Regions from separate parts of the Mus musculus genome. Here all the other regions are linked to region 1. Evidence: chromatin contacts called from public Hi-C and promoter capture Hi-C data. All regions are on one chromosome and are shown on one strand. The core of a region is the stretch at or near the end of the contact, and the rest is flanking DNA. Distances in the headings are between cores, read along the strand shown.

What was found. Promoter capture Hi-C pulls out the DNA fragments that hold promoters and counts their contacts. Hi-C and Micro-C count contacts between places; a contact is called where the count stands out from the background.
Region 2: a contact with region 1 is called in a promoter capture Hi-C map of liver, with 4 times the contacts expected there. The contact joins the promoter of Shcbp1l here to the promoter of Edem3 in region 1. A contact is called at or near these places in 2 of 39 promoter capture datasets (liver and pre-B cells), 1 of 115 datasets of contacts at active chromatin or transcription factors (astrocytes) and 1 of 9 other capture datasets (liver).
Region 3: a contact with region 1 is called in a Hi-C map of neutrophils, with 6 times the contacts expected there. The contact joins the promoter of Smg7 here to the promoter of Edem3 in region 1. A contact is called at or near these places in 7 of 39 promoter capture datasets (the C10 cell line, erythroid cells, hippocampal neurons and 3 more), 7 of 484 Hi-C or Micro-C datasets (CD4 T cells, CD8 T cells, natural killer cells and 3 more), 4 of 115 datasets of contacts at active chromatin or transcription factors (astrocytes, cardiomyocytes, embryonic stem cells and 1 more) and 1 of 9 other capture datasets (liver).

Annotation. Positions count from the first base shown.
Region 1 is chr1:151,753,462-151,758,439 of GRCm38.p6, reverse strand. Edem3 (ER degradation enhancer, mannosidase alpha-like 3) reads right to left here and starts at 3,066. Exons shown (of 20, transcript NM_001039644.2): 1 at 2,713-3,066. The coding sequence starts at 2,873. 2810414N06Rik (RIKEN cDNA 2810414N06 gene) reads left to right here and starts at 3,422. Exons shown (of 2, transcript NR_151475.1): 1 at 3,422-3,597.
Region 2 is chr1:153,422,918-153,427,895 of GRCm38.p6, reverse strand. Shcbp1l (Shc SH2-domain binding protein 1-like) reads right to left here and starts at 2,687. Exons shown (of 10, transcript NM_001033162.2): 1 at 2,310-2,687. The coding sequence starts at 2,672.
Region 3 is chr1:152,900,138-152,905,115 of GRCm38.p6, reverse strand. Smg7 (Smg-7 homolog, nonsense mediated mRNA decay factor (C. elegans)) reads left to right here and starts at 2,470. Exons shown (of 23, transcript NM_001160256.1): 1 at 2,470-2,607. The coding sequence starts at 2,579.

The sequences.
Region 1 (4,978 bases), core at 1,817-4,316:
TCTGTGACTCCACGTGTCATGGCACGCTTGCACACTGGCAAATGTAGTTTTAAAATTCTTCCTGGGACTGGAGAGATGGCTCAGCGGTTAGGAGCACTGACTGCTCTTCCAGAGGTCCTGAGTTCAATTCCCAGCAACCACATGGTGGCTCTAAAATATCTGTAATGGGATCTGATGCCCTCTTCTGGTGTTTCTGAAGACAGGCAGTATATTCATATATATAAAATAAATAAAATCATTCTAAAAAAATCTTCCTACTATTGTGTTAAAATATTGTACATTTACACAGATCCAGAGAATTTCAGAATATTAAGCATTATCTTAGAGAATTCCTCATCTTGCAAATGATAACAATCTTTCAAACATCTTTGAAGTCAAGGCCGCACAAAACCTGCAAGCACTAACATAAAAACAGGATATACTAACTTTTCCTTCTCTGAAGTAGAATAAGTGTTTGATTAATATCAAGAAGGGAAATCTCTTGTCTCTGGAAATGCTACAGCCTAGAGGTGGATCACAGGTTTTAAAACCTCTAACTTGCTAACTCAACTTTGAGAGCTGTCAATTTTCCAAATTATGAGTAAATTATGATTGCATACGAGGGCACACTTTCATCTCTGCAACAACCAGCAAGTCCCATGACATCAACTTCAAAGTGGACCTAGCTACAGAAAGACACAGTGACTGTATTCAACTGTTAAAAAGTCTCTATGGTTTTATATCAACTTAGTAACTGTATAAGACATATTGGAAATCTGATCCTCCCCATTTAAAAATTTTTCATTCCAAAATAATTTCTAAAAATGGTTTTCTAAAGTCACCCTGCCTCCCAACATCAATAAAGCACTGATTTATATTCTCTGTTAACTAAAAATATTAGCAAGATCACTTATCCTGAAAAATATTTTCCCTGAAAGACTACATATGATCAGATATTTGAGTGTAAGCAACTGAGCAGCTGTTCACAATTCCAGTGGGGGGTGGAAAGTGGGGGGAGGGGTGGAGGGTGGAATGGGAGGGTTGGAGGGGGGTGGGGTGGAGAGGGCGGGCGCAGGGGGTACAGCTTGGTTTTTTTGAGACTGAACCTGGGGCTGGCAAGTCAATGACTCATATAGAAATTTTAATAAGAATGTCAAAGAAAATATTTGCAGCCATAATAGAAATACTTCCCCTCCCCCAAATCTTAAGGAAGTACAGCACTGTACAGACTGTGAACTGTGAGATCAGACATAGGTTAAAAATATAAATGTAACCAAAAACCACAAACCTGACCCGCTTTGAGACTCTGAGCAAGTTAACCCTGAATCTCAATGTCCTCATTTGCACAGTGGAGATAGCATCCACCTCGCGATGGAATAACAGTTTTAGAGATGGCATGAGTTAAATGCCAACAAAGTGGGAACATCATTAAAATGTCACAAAATAATACATTAAACTTATAAAGGAAAAGGCAAGAGTCTAGAATTCACTGGTAATTTTGTTTGAATAGATAACACTTCATCTTCTTTTACTCACATTTTTATTTGCTCTGTGATTTAAAAATTAGTATAGTTCTTTTGCAATGGCGGAAGTAAAGAAGTATCTACGTCAGAACCTAATGGCTCCACCTCCCTTTGTGGGATAAGTTACCTGTTATTTTTTCCTGAGTTCAGGCAACTATTTTTTCTTATAAAATAATATGCTTTCTATTTATATATTAACCTACAACTTGCTTTAGTACAGAACTCTTTCTAAATGTATGACACCCCCCCCCAGCCTGTTCTGTTCTGTCAAAATGCACCCCTTTATACACTTATCTCTAATTGTGTCTTTACTTCTGTAGGATAGATTCTCCAGAGAAAGAAATGAATCAAAGAGCAAGCACAATTTAAAATTCTGGAGTTGGTGTCAATAAGTCACGTGGTTTACATCCCCACCAGTTTTCTCACCTCTTCACTAATCAGCAGTGCATTCTAGTGTTCTGTGCTAACCTACCAGACAAGCAAAACCCACCCACTTCACTGTTTTAATAAGCATCTTTCGCAGTCAACTCGCCGTGCTACTGACAGGCACACATTTCCTCTCCTCTCACTTAACTTCACGGTTTTGCCAAAATCCAGAGATTCTCCACTTCGTTCTTAGTCACTTGTGCCACTTCGGATGTATTCGAATTACTGGATTAAATGCTATAAATAGTGTTTTGGAACACTTTTAAGCCTCATAAAACTACTCTAAGGGGGTACACTTAATCGAGGCCTCTGAATAGCATCAAATCGCCTGCTCTAGCTCACAAGTGCCATTTAGGAAAGAAAACACAGCAAGGGGGATAGTGAAGTCTGAAAAGTTCAAGTTCCGGTGAACGCCCCTTTTCCTTTAACAGGTGTAAGCACCGCAACATTTTCCCGCTGGGAGCTCACTTGGGTGAGACATCCAACCCTGCCTCCGCCACCCAGGCGGTAGCCCCTCCACCAGCCCCTGACATGGCAGAGGCGCTGACACAACACTACATATGTCACAGGCTGCCCAGGAGACACTCGACAGCCCCCGAGGTCACATCCCGGGGATCAGCTCCCATCGTCCTGGACCCCGTCCACCGCACCGAGGTCCTCCAGCCTCACCAGCTGTTACAGTCACCACAGAAAAAGTCCACAGTGCGCCGGGGGCGCAATGACAGGCACCTCCACTGCTGGCAGCCGCGCGAGGAAACCCACCCGGACAGCCACGCACCCTTACCCAAGCTTCTGCTTCTCTTCCCTACTCATGGGCGCGGCCCCTGCCGTGCACACGGACGTGGCCAACACCAGACAGAGCGCGGCCGTCGCTGCCACCAGGCTCCATGACGCTCGCTGGGGGACCCGGCACCCACAGCCCCGGCAGCCGCCGGCTTTGCTCATGGCCCCGCGGTTCCGCGCACGCGCAGCTGCTACACCGGCACGGTGGGCCACATTGCGGGCTGCCGGCGGCGAGGAGGCTGCGAGCCGTGTCGAGGGCGGACTGTGGAGTGAGGCTGGCGGCCGCCGGCGCCAAACTGTTTGCCGAAGTCACCGAGCCGGTCCCCCAGCGCCAGCGCTGCCACCACCCTCCGCCCTCCACGGCTCGGAGCACCGCCCCCAGCTTTCCGGTGTCGTAGTCTAGGAAACCGCCTCTCCAAGGCTACTTCCGGGTAGAGCCGAAGTGAGATAGCCTCGGGACCAATGGAGACAGCCTCGGAGAGGGGCTGGCCGCAGCTACAGGACCTAGCATTGGCCCAGAGAAGCGGGACGTGGACAAAAGGCGGGACTGGGCAGGGAGCTGTCCCTTCGATCCACCTCCGACCCCAGGAGTTGCCACCTAGGAACTACTAGTCCCAAGGTGCACCGCTTCCTCCAGCTTGACTACAGACCTACGCGCAGGCGCCTTGCTAGATTTCTGCCTAGTAGCGCCCTGCGTTCTGGGACTTGTAGTCCTATTCTGTAAAGGCCACGCAGGTTCCAGGCGTTCTGTGTTCCGCAAGACCTTTGGCCAACCCTACCTCGTCGGTGGGCTGCCCAGTCCTTGAGACTCGTGAGTGCTTTGCCATTCTCTTCCTGAAGATTTTTTTTTTTTCCTGAGAGCTGACAGAATGAGACTTGCCCCCAGGTCGGTACCGAATGCCTGGGTGAACAGTGAAAATATTCTTCTGCCCTCGAGAAAATGACAACAAAACAAAACAAAACAAAAACTAGGAAATGAACAACAGCTAAATGACTCGAACCTTTGACGACCATGTGAGAGTTTTACTTTCATTAGCGCATATACACAACTCTAATATGTATATATCGTCCTTCTACTTTTGCACACGTAGCTTGAACTTTTGCACAAAGGCTTGGAAGAAGTTAGCAAACACTAATCTAACTCCTGAATTACTCCTCTAATTCAGTACCCCAGCAACTAAGCAGGACACTCAAAATGAAGGAGGCCAAGCAAAGCTAAGAACGTGATTAATAATAGTTATCTTAAAAGCCCATGAAGGAAAGAAGTGTACAATGCAAAAGTGATTTTTTTTTTTTAATTTAGTGAAGACTAGATGTTGTAATGAGTTGCAATGGCTGATTGGCAGGCTAACTGTGGGTAAAATGACAGGTGGGTTTCTCTTGCAAAAGCACATGTCTTTCTTTTGTGCCACTTCAGCAGGTGGCGGCAGAGTTGAGGAGCTTGGATGTGACCTCTGTGGCCACAGTAAATTTCGTATTTGTCCGTTCAGCAATATCGAGCTATCTGAAACCTCTTGCTTTTAATGCCTCACCACTTAAGTCTTATCTCTCTGACCATCCGGGTTACAAAATAACCTTTCTTCCTTCTCTCCTCTTTCAAAAACGCAGGTGTTTCCTGAAGGTTCTGTTTCGACTCCTTTGCTTCTTTGTACTCTCCGGGTTTCGCTTTAGTGATTTCTGACACGGATTAAGTCACCTTGTTGCTCGGATTGATTTCTAGATTTATATCTGTCCTGATCATTGGCCTTACATTCAATTTCCTTTCTGTCTGGTCCAAGAGAAACTCAAGTGTAAAATTATTTAATGCTTCAGACCTGTTTACTCACCCTCTTCTTTCCTAGTGTCCAACCAGTGGGTAAATCACCCAGATCCTTATCGCTACTATCTTTCAGACCATTGCCTTTCTAGTCCACATTTTCCTAGTTCCAGCTCTCATTATCTCTTTGCTGAACAGTTGCAACGTCCTAGTCTCCTCTACACTGCCACAGAGTAAGCTTCGATTTGCAAACCCTCTGAATTCCTCCTCCCTCTGCCTTCGATCTGCCCCTGCCCTCAAGTTCTATTCGACTACGAAGTAAATTCTCACACTCTTTTCCTTTCTTTATCTTTGCTCTTCTATCTCCTCTGTTATTCTGTAATCTTTGCCCCACGCCCACAAACCATTAAGACTTGGCTTAGATTCCATCACCACAAAACAGTTCTAAACCTTGCAGAAAGTGTTCAAACCACTCTCCTTCCTGTTCTTCCACAGTACTCTGTGTCTCTAT
Region 2 (4,978 bases), core at 1,438-3,937, 1.7 Mb before region 1:
AAACGTTCGGACTCAGGCCTTCCATCCCAGCACGGAGGAGGTCCACTCAGAACTGGGGTCTGAGACCAGAATCCAATACAAAGTGAATTCAAGGACAGCCTGGACTGCATGAGGCTGGCTCAAAAACCAGCCAAACAAAACATTCAACACATAAAAAGTTAAACTGCATTCTATTTTATAAAACAAGAAGTGTATTAAACACTCAGTAAATATCTGCCCACTTGACTTTTAAATTTAAAGTCAGACACACATAAAGGGTAAGTAATCTAAACTGTTATGAAATTCACTAGACTATACTCAATGATGGAATAATCAATACAAATATTTCCACAGATTTTTAGCAGGCATGGCCTCCAATCCTCAATATCTGACTAAAAACAGGCCATTTACACAGTCTGAGTTTTATAGAGGATGTTTTTTAAATTAAAAATGTTTCCTGTCTCTAAGATAAGCAAAACTTATGAGAAACACAAGAAAGACATGATCATCATGGTGGGGACATCTGTGGCTCCACCTCTCCAGGGACAGAGGCAGGAGGCCATCACTAGCTAAAGGCTAGGCTGGACTACTTAATGAGCTTCAGGCAGCCAGGGCTTCATAGTGAGAGACTTTCAAAAATCAAAAGGGGAAAAGAGAAGGAGGAGAAGGAAGAGGAGGAAGAAGAAGAGGAAGAAGAGGAGGAGGAAGAGGAGGAGGAGGAGACAGAAAATGCAAAAGCAACAATTTAAAATCAGCCCTACCCTGGCGAGAGTGAGCACTGCTGACCTCATGCCCTGTTTCCGTTCAGTCATTTTTCTCTGTGTCTATTCACCCACCCACCTATCATGCCCACCTCCAAGCTTCTTGCTTTTTAACCTAAGTAGCACGAATGTACAACTGCATAGTTTTCCACTGTGTGAAGCCATGAAGTTCTTTGTGGGTTATTTTTGTTTGACACAGGATGTTGCTGGGTAGCCCACACTAGCCTCAAACTCAGGGCGATCCTCCTGCCTGAACTTCCTAAGTGCTGGGATTGCAGGGGTGTACCATGATGCCTGCCTCATTGTAGTTCTCTATGGCTCTATCCTTTCTTCCTTTCTCCAGGAGTGCAGGAACTGCGTTTGGTACTGGGACTCAAATACTTCAAGCACTCTGCCACTTGATCTAGAATTCCAGCTATTTCTTTACTATTGAAACAAAAATCTCACTATTGAGACTGACCTAGGTTAACCTTAAACTCACAATTCTCGGGCTCCAGCATCCTCCCAAGTACTGGGATGGGCAGGTGGATTATTGTGAGTTCTGGCCCAACCTGGTCTACAAAAGACAAACAAGGCATGAGTCACCATGCTCAGCCAATTTTTATACCCATCGCTGCAACGAATATACTTGTACACAAATTCTTTTGCTATACTTTAAATAAAATGCAGTATTAAAATGTATGCTATTTGTTCTGTTTGGTGGGGTTTTTTTGTTGTTGTTGTTGTTTGTTTTTTGTTTTTTTTGAGACAGGGTTTCTCTGTGTAGCCTTGGCTGTCCTGGAACTCTCTGTAGACCAGGCTGGCCTTGAACTCAGAGATCTGCCTGCCTCTGCCTCTCGAGTGCTGGGATTAAAGGCGTGTGCCACCCTGTTTGGTGTTATCAGGCTCTTTCCATGCAAAACACCTGTCTACATCGTGACTTGCTGACTGGGAACCATTCTGGGGACATCTTACGCCTGTTTTTATGTGCATCCGTGTATTCACACCACCCTTGCACCTGATGCCTGGGAAGGCTCAGGAGAGGATCTGGGATCCCTTGAAACAGGAGTGTCGGATGGATGGGAGTCACCTTGTGGGTTCTGGGACAGGAAAATTGACCCCTCTACTAGAACAGCAAATGTTCTTAACCAAGGAGCTGTCTCTCTAGCTGCCATTTTCACAATTCCAACGTAATATTAGCTTTATGTTTGGGCCTAATATGAAGATGTATTAAAAACTAGGGTGTGTTAACAACGAGACGTGTGGACACTAGGGTGTGTGGACACCGAGCTCTGTGTATTTGAGTGGACAGTAAGATGTATGCCCAGACTGTGACGAGCGCTTCACGGCCTCATCTTTTAGGAGGTGTCATTTTAGCTGACAATTTTGTATAACGGGTTAGTCAAGTCCTCTAGGGCAGGAGCTGAGGGTCTGGGCAACGACTAAGGTGGCCAAGGTGGCATTCTGTACCCCTTGACTCCAAAAGACTGATTTTTTCCCCCAAAAGACTGTTTTGAAGGGACAGATTTGCTTTCCCTGCTGTGGGAAAGACCCAAACCTCCCGGAGCTGGCCCCTCTGCAGCTTCGCACCTTCGAGCCCTGTAGCACCTGGTCGCAGTACAGAGCCACCTTCTCGCTGCGCCACATGCCCCTCATGGGGGATGCGTAGATCGGTGGCAGGGGCTGCGCTTCCTCCTGGTCCTCAGGCACCGCGGGCACGGGCTCCTCGTCACATGTTTCGGCTTGGGTGACCGGTGGGAGCTGGAGCCGTCGCCGTGCCGCCTTGCCCTTCACGGGGCGCGGGGAGGCCACTACCGAGCGCACGGGGGACATGAAGCCCCTGGTGGGCGCGGCCACCGAGTCCCGGAGGGTGGCTAAGACAGTCTGCTCCGCTGGCGAGCTGTCACTCCCGACCGAGGCCTTGGGCTCTGAGGTCGTGGCATCCGACTCCATGTTCGCGCCGCAGCCGTTGGCCGCCTTCCCCTCGTGGGACCACGCAGCCTGTGCGCGCTCCGCGGGCGAGCACATGCGTGGGCGGGAAATGAAGGCAGGTGCGGGGGCGGTGGGAGCACGCTGCGCAGAGGCGGGGATAGGGGCGGGGTCCTGCCTCTGACCCCGCCCATTGATCCTTGGAATCGCCTAATGGCAGAACCTAGGAGCTCGTTGGTCCCCACCCATCCACCCTTAAGTCCTGAAACATTTCAGGGCCAGGCAAGCTACGAAGTCCCTAGGTAGCCAAGGATGACCTTGAATTTCTGATTCTCCTGCCTCTCCCTCTCAAGTGCTGGGTTCACAGGCCCGCCCCACTCAATGGGGCGGTTCATTACCTGCTAGACAAGCACTCTACCGATTGAATCAGACCCCCTCCCCCCAGCCAAAGGAAACATACTTTTATTCTAGGAAGCATTTGTGACTGGGACCAGCTGGTTATTACCAGAGAAAACTGCGGATAGATGTAGGCACCCGGGATCACCTTTCCACGCGGATCTCAGTTTAGGCGTCCCTTCATATCATAAACAAATTGCTCTGTGTGTGTGTGTGTGTGTGTGTGTGTGTGTGTGTGTGTGTGTGTGTGTGTGTGTGTGTGTGTGTGAAGATGTGATTAAGTCAATGGGTCAAATTAGTCTGTGGAGCTGCTCAGAATTCTCCCTGATGGGTGTTTACAGTACTGCAACCCTTATCAACACGTATTTCAGCGGTGGCGACGGTGAGTAAGCGCATTTTCCTAAATGTTGCTCACGGCCTTTGATGAGCATCAGGACTCCAGTTCCCGGTATGTGAGACTGCTTGTGTATTGAGCCCGTTGGAATACCGTCTGTTTACTCTATCTGGACTCTGTGCTGGGCGCACAGCCCCCGAGCTGAGGTGACTTGGGAAAACACCTGCCTTCCCTCTCGCTCACTTGGAAGGACACTGTGTGAAGTTGTGAGTTTATTTTGAAGGAGACATTCCCGTTTGTATCGTGTTACTGTAGTGCAGAAAACAATTAGGACTTCAATTATTCTGTATTCACACTTCACTGTATTTGTCTGGAGTCTGTGACCTTCTTTAAAATGGTGCCATTATAACCACCCAAGACCACCCATTCGAATAAAATCTATTACAGGGCTGGTTTTCTCTTCTTTTAATTCATTACCTCGCGTGTGTGTGTGTGTGTGTGTGTGTGTGTGCAGTCCATGCTTGCCTGGTGTGTTGTGTAGACTGAGCCTCAAGCTTGCAGGGCCCTTCATCTGCCTCCCAGGCACTATGGTGATAGGCACCCACTGCCACCCTCTGCTTACTCTTGTTATTTTGTTTTAAATGCTTTCCTCTTCCTTTCTTTGAAAAAATAATTATTTTATTAGTATTAGTTTAGCCCTTAAGTTTAGAGTAAAAAAAAAAAAATCCTGTGAGCTAGTTCAAAGTGTTTAAATTTCAAACACAGCACTAGTTTTTGTTTCTTCCGGAAACAAACAGATGTTTCATAGGAACTACTAAGTGCCAGACAGGCACTGTGTAGATGCCAAAGGCATACAGATGAAAGACACAAGGCCTGCCTACCCTAAGCAAAGTGTAGGCAACAGCATGTGTAAAGACTATGATTATTACATACATATTTCAAAGCCATACTATGTTGGGGCTGGAGAAATGGCTCAGCAGTTAAGAGGACTCATTGCTCTTCCAGAGGTCCAGGGTTTGATTCCCAGAACTCACATGGTGGCTCCTGTTCCAGAGAATCGGATGCTTTTGTGCCCCCTGTGGGTACTGCACACATATGCTACATATACATACACACATGCAGGCAAAACACTCATGCACATAAAGTAAAATAAATAAATATAAACAAAAAATCCAAAGCATGGAAGAAAACAATCTCCTTCTTGACAGAGTAATCAATATTTAACCTGAGTCTTTTTAAAAATAGCTTTTAGTGCTGGGCAGTGGTGGTGCACACCTTTAATCCCAGCACTCAGGAGGGAGAAGCAGGCAGATTTCTGAGTTCGAGGCCAGCCTGGTCTAAAAAGAGAGTTCCAGGACAGCCGGGGCTGTACAGTGAAACCCTGTCTCAAAGAAAACAAACAAGCAAACCCCCAAAACAAGCAAACAAACAAACAAACAAACAAAAAACCCTTTTATAGCTGGGATAGATTAATCCCAGCTCTTGAGAGGCAGAGGTAGGAGGGTCTCTGGGTTCAAGGCCAGTCAGGGCCACAAAGTGGGACTCTTAAATGTTTTAAATTTTAATTTATGAAAAGGACGACGTCAGCAACTTCAGATTG
Region 3 (4,978 bases), core at 1,221-3,720, 1.1 Mb before region 1:
AAGTTCAAACAGGACCATGAAAAGGGAAGAAAAGGTCTGTAGGGAGGGAAGCAGTGGAGAATCTAATGGAAATTCACAGGACAATGAAAGCAGAATGGATGACTAAGAGGGGGAGAGCACAAGGAAGAGAGGGAAGAAAGTAGTATGGAGGAAATCAATGGGGAAGGTAGATAAAATATTTGTGTGTGTATGTGTGCCATAATGGAATTCATCACCCTGAATACTAACTAAAAAAAAAGTAGAATATTTGAGTATATATAGTAGTAACTTCCATTCTTTGACTTCCAGAGTTGAGGTAGAAAGCTACACACCAGAGATGTGAACAGTTTCTCACTAGGTGGCTCTCTTTCCCGTGAGTGGGCGGTGCGTTGGCGCTGGTGGAAGATAGGGGCCATTGTACTGCTGCAATCGCCCATACGTCATAGCGCCTCACACTCGCGCTTGCTTGCAGCATGAGGGGGCATAGTTCACTTTCTATTTCGTTAATGACATGCTGTCCTTGAGAATGATGTCCAAGTGGGCTGTACTTTCGTTTCCTGAGAACAGAAACACGTTCCAAATAAACACTGTTCTAGGTTAATAGGAGTTGGATTCAGAGAAAGACCTGTAAAGCGATTCTTTAGGCAGCATGGAAAAACCGGAAGATATCAGGTACCCAAACCAAAACCAAGATCCCATTGAAAATGCTGGTTTTAACTATACAGTGAGGACTGCGTTCTTGGATCTTATTCTAAAACACTTTAGGATAGCTGCTTATATAACTTTCAACATCAATTGAAAATAAAACCTGTAAAATATCAATAATTACTTCATTCCATCAGAATGACTTATTCTACACGATTCCACATCATCAGGATCCATTATTTCTATTTTAACCCTAAACCTGACACAAAATGCTTAAAATATTCGTTCTCAAAATGGAAAATTATTTTCTTAAACTCCCTCATGCAGATAAATCTAGATACTTTTTTTTTATGGCAAGTTCTAAAACACTGCAGATGTTTTTGAGGAGGGGGTCTTTGGAGATCAACCTTCGATGACGGAGCGTCTTTTCTCTCTGAGGGTACCTCTGGAAAGAACGTCATCAGCCTTTCTGATCGCTCTCCATTCTAAATGCCTAAGAACTGCGTGTTAGCCTCCTAGGCTGGGTTCGAGCTCTCACTAAGTCGCCTACGGGAGGTCTCGCCGGTGATATCGAGTAGGAATTAGGCAAGGGTCGACCGGCTACAAAAAGTCGAACATTCGCGATCGCCGGAGCCGCATCTCGGTTGTCATGTGCCCGTCTCTTCCCTTAGGGACCCGCTTCTGGCGGGATCCCGCTGCCCAGCCTCAAACAGTGGTGGGGAAGCCCCTTCCCTTTCCTCTGACTTCGCAGCATCGCCCTCGCTTTCTCGTTCCCACCCACTCGCCGCCGGCCTTCATAACCTGCCTTTTCTTCTCGGGCCCGGCCCTCTCCCTACCCGGCTCAGATAGGCAACGATGGAGGTGGTTTCCACCCTTGGGGGACTGGCAATGCCTAAAATGAATGCTTCGGGGTCTCCCCCAATTTTTGCTGGGAGAGTAAGGGAGGAAGAAATGGACTTTCCTACTCGGATAACCATTTCGACTTCTGGCTTTTAAAAAGGCAGGGAATCCAAGTGGGGAATCCTGGGCAGTTTCCAGGGAACCCGTTTCTCTACGGGAGGGTCACCCTGTCTACACACGGCAGTTACTATGACAATACAACCACAGCCTCCAGTTTCCATGGCAGCGGCCTGCCCAATCGGATTGGTTTTCCTTTCTATTTCTCCCTGGGCTCCGCCCTATTCCCCCCCCCCCCCCCAACCTTCTCCCAGAGTGCCCGGGGAGGGGCGGCTGAAACGGGGGAGGCCTCTGCGTCACTCTCCGGCGCGCGAGGGGACGACCGGAGTCGAGGAATTGGCGGGCGGAACTGTAGGAGGAAGGGGTGGCGTTTCCGGCGGGGAAAGTGGAGGAGTGGGAAAAAAAAAAAAAAGAAAGAAGGAAGGAAGTGAGAAGTGGGCGGGTGGCCGGGCGGAAGGCTTTGAGTGTGACTCCGGGCTGCTCTGGGCTCGATGTCCGCGGTGAGCCGGGGGCCGCCCCCGCGCCCGGGAGGAACAGGACGGAGCCTTAGGAGGCCGCCGGGCACCAGCACCGGATCGTTCGGCCGGCGCGCGGGCACCGCACCGCTCGCCGATCCCAAGAGGGAGCGCTACAGAGCGGCGGAAAGCACCCAGAGGGACCGGCGCTGCTGAAGTCTCGCGAGAGCGAACCCGACTTCCTTCCTCTGCTTCTCCCCTCCTCTTTCCCCGCCCCTTTCCCCTTCTTTTTCCCCCCCCCCTCCGGAGCCGGAGCGTCCCTGCGCCCCACAGGCCAGAGCCGCAGCCGCTGCCGGAGCCGCTCCCCCCAACTCCCTCCCCCTCGCCTCACTCACTCTCCCCCCCCCCCACCCCGCGCCAAGCGAGGAGGAGTCGGAGGAGAGGAAGATGGCGGCGACCGCCAGCACCCGCGGGGCCGCGGGGCCGCTCCGAGGAGCCTGAGAGACCCACGGAGGCTTCGCGGCGAGACGCGGCGGCGGAGGATGAGCCTGCAGAGCGCGCAGTATCTCCGGTGAGCGCCGGAGCTTGGCCGAGGCGTGGTGGCGACGGGGGAAGGGGAGGCTCTCGGGGGGCCGAGGACCGGCGGACTCGGAAGCGGTGGGGGAGTCGCGGCGTCCTTCTGTCCCCAGGGCGGGGAGGCCGAGCGCGGGGCCGAGCGGGCGGCTGCGGGAGGGGGCGGGCACACACATGGCTGCCTGGCCCCCGGGAAGCCGGGCGAGCCGCGCTCCGGGGGAAGCCGGGCGAGGAGCGGAGGGAGGTTGGGGAAGCGGGAGACGAGAACGTGTGTGTGAGTGTGTGTGTGTGCGTGTGCGCGCGCGCGCGCGCGCCTCTGGTCGCAGGCTGCGGGGCCGGGGTAGGGGAGAGGAGAGCCGGCAGCGACCCAGAGTCGAGGTGGGTGTGAAGGGGTCTGGAGCCCACGGCCCGGGAAACGTGGTGTGCTGGCCGGGGCGATGCAGGAGAGAGGAGGATGGAAGTCGGCACACCTGGGGGTTGGGAGGGCGCATTCTGGAGGGCAAATGAGAGGAAGGGGAGCCCGCAGGAAACGCGAGCTTGTTCTTTAGTCGCGGGCTGGAAGGAGGAGAAATAATGCCTTCTGTCCAGAGTTAGAGGGGTCGGAGAGCCCGGAAAGGGGGAAAAAGGATGGGGAGACGAGGGAAGAGGGAGGTGCTACGAACAAGGTGATGTTCTCGAAAGAAACTGTAGTTGGAAGATACCATTCTGAGAGTCGTGTGCATTCATTAGGTGCGATGTAAGGAACTTGTATGAAGGAGATAGAGTGACCCATGGGTACTGGGGGTGCGTGCGTGTGTATGTGTATGTGTGTGTGTGTGTGTGTGTGTGTGTGTGTGAGTGTCTGGGGTAAGGGAGGGGAAGCAGGGATTGATGCACACTTAAAGAAGACTCACATGCATTAACACCGACGTCGAGAACATTTTGAATGGAAAGACAGCAGCTGGTGTGCAGTCAGAATAGTTTGACGGATTTTGAGTGAGAGCTTGGAGGAAACTAGAGGGGAAAATACAGCCTTCACAATGGGAAATAAGGTTGCTAGTGCCTGAGGCTAATGGAGGAGTTGCTAAGACTGGGAACTTACAAACTGGCCTTTTTGTCTTTCAGGAACAGTGTTTTTCTTTTAAATAGCAGGTCTTATTTGGGAAGATACTTTTAAAAAGTGAGTTGAAACCTTGAGGAGAAGAGAATTGAATGGGTAGATAACTGAGTAAGATTTTCTTTAGCTGTTTAGACATAAGTGATGTGGAAGTCGATGTGTTAAGAGTGGTCCCATATATATATTTATATTGCAAGAGAATTGATGTTGTTCTGTGGTAAACAGAGTGGCTATTCTGTCTTTGAAAGTAGTTATTCATTACACTGGAGAGAGAGTGGTGGGATCTCTGAATCTTTGATGCATGAATTCCAGAGTTTAGCACAATGTGTATGCCTGATATTATAAGGTGGCATTCTCTTTTTTTTCCTCTGTTACCCTTATTACTGCATTAAGTAAACTTTACAGTGAGCTGTGAATATATAGGTGCAGTAGAAAAAAATAGAAACTACCAGGACAGTTCTTAATCTTAAGGAAATTACATGATAATATCCAGTGTGTGAGTAAATTAATAGCACAGACTAATGTAGCTATCACCACAAAAAGGTACCATGTTTTTGAGTCCTAGATGACCTGAGCAGTTGAGGGAAATAGGAAAGGCTCTCTTTGTTCATCTGCTCTTTCTACTCCTATGATTCATTGATTGGTTGGTTGTTCACCTGTAGGTAAGGCATTGTACCAACTGCTAAGAATAGAGAGTAAGGACTCCACCCTCTTACAGAACTTACTAGTTTGTTAGGTTTTAGAAGAAAAGAACACTTAAACTTTTATAAGGATGGACTCTTCCTGACAGCTGTGGATTAAGAAAGGGAGATTCTAAATGGAAGGACATAGATAATAAGGAAATGGAAGGGGGAGTGGTGTTTGGTTAGGCAAGAATGCTGGAGGGCTTGAATGGAGTTTAACTTTTTTCTTTTGCAGATTAGGAAGGTGAGTCCAAAGAAGCTATTGAGGATCGAATGGCTGGTGTGTAAAAACAAATTCAAATGCTTGTCTTGTAGCTTCATGTCAGCTTTCTGTGCTGCATATCTATGCTCATTCTTTGCCCAAGTGTGAACTGAGGGCTTTCTATAATCTAGGAGCTGAGACTTCACTGGTGAAACAAGGGTGAGCATGGGGTAGTCTATCTTGATAGAAAGTCAGTAAACATGAACAGATAAATACACTATAAGGTCCTTTGAAATGATAGAAAGGAAAATAAGGCCGTGTATTTTTATATGAACACAGGAAAACCTATTCTGTAATCTGATGCTAGAAGGGTCTTAAATTTTATGAT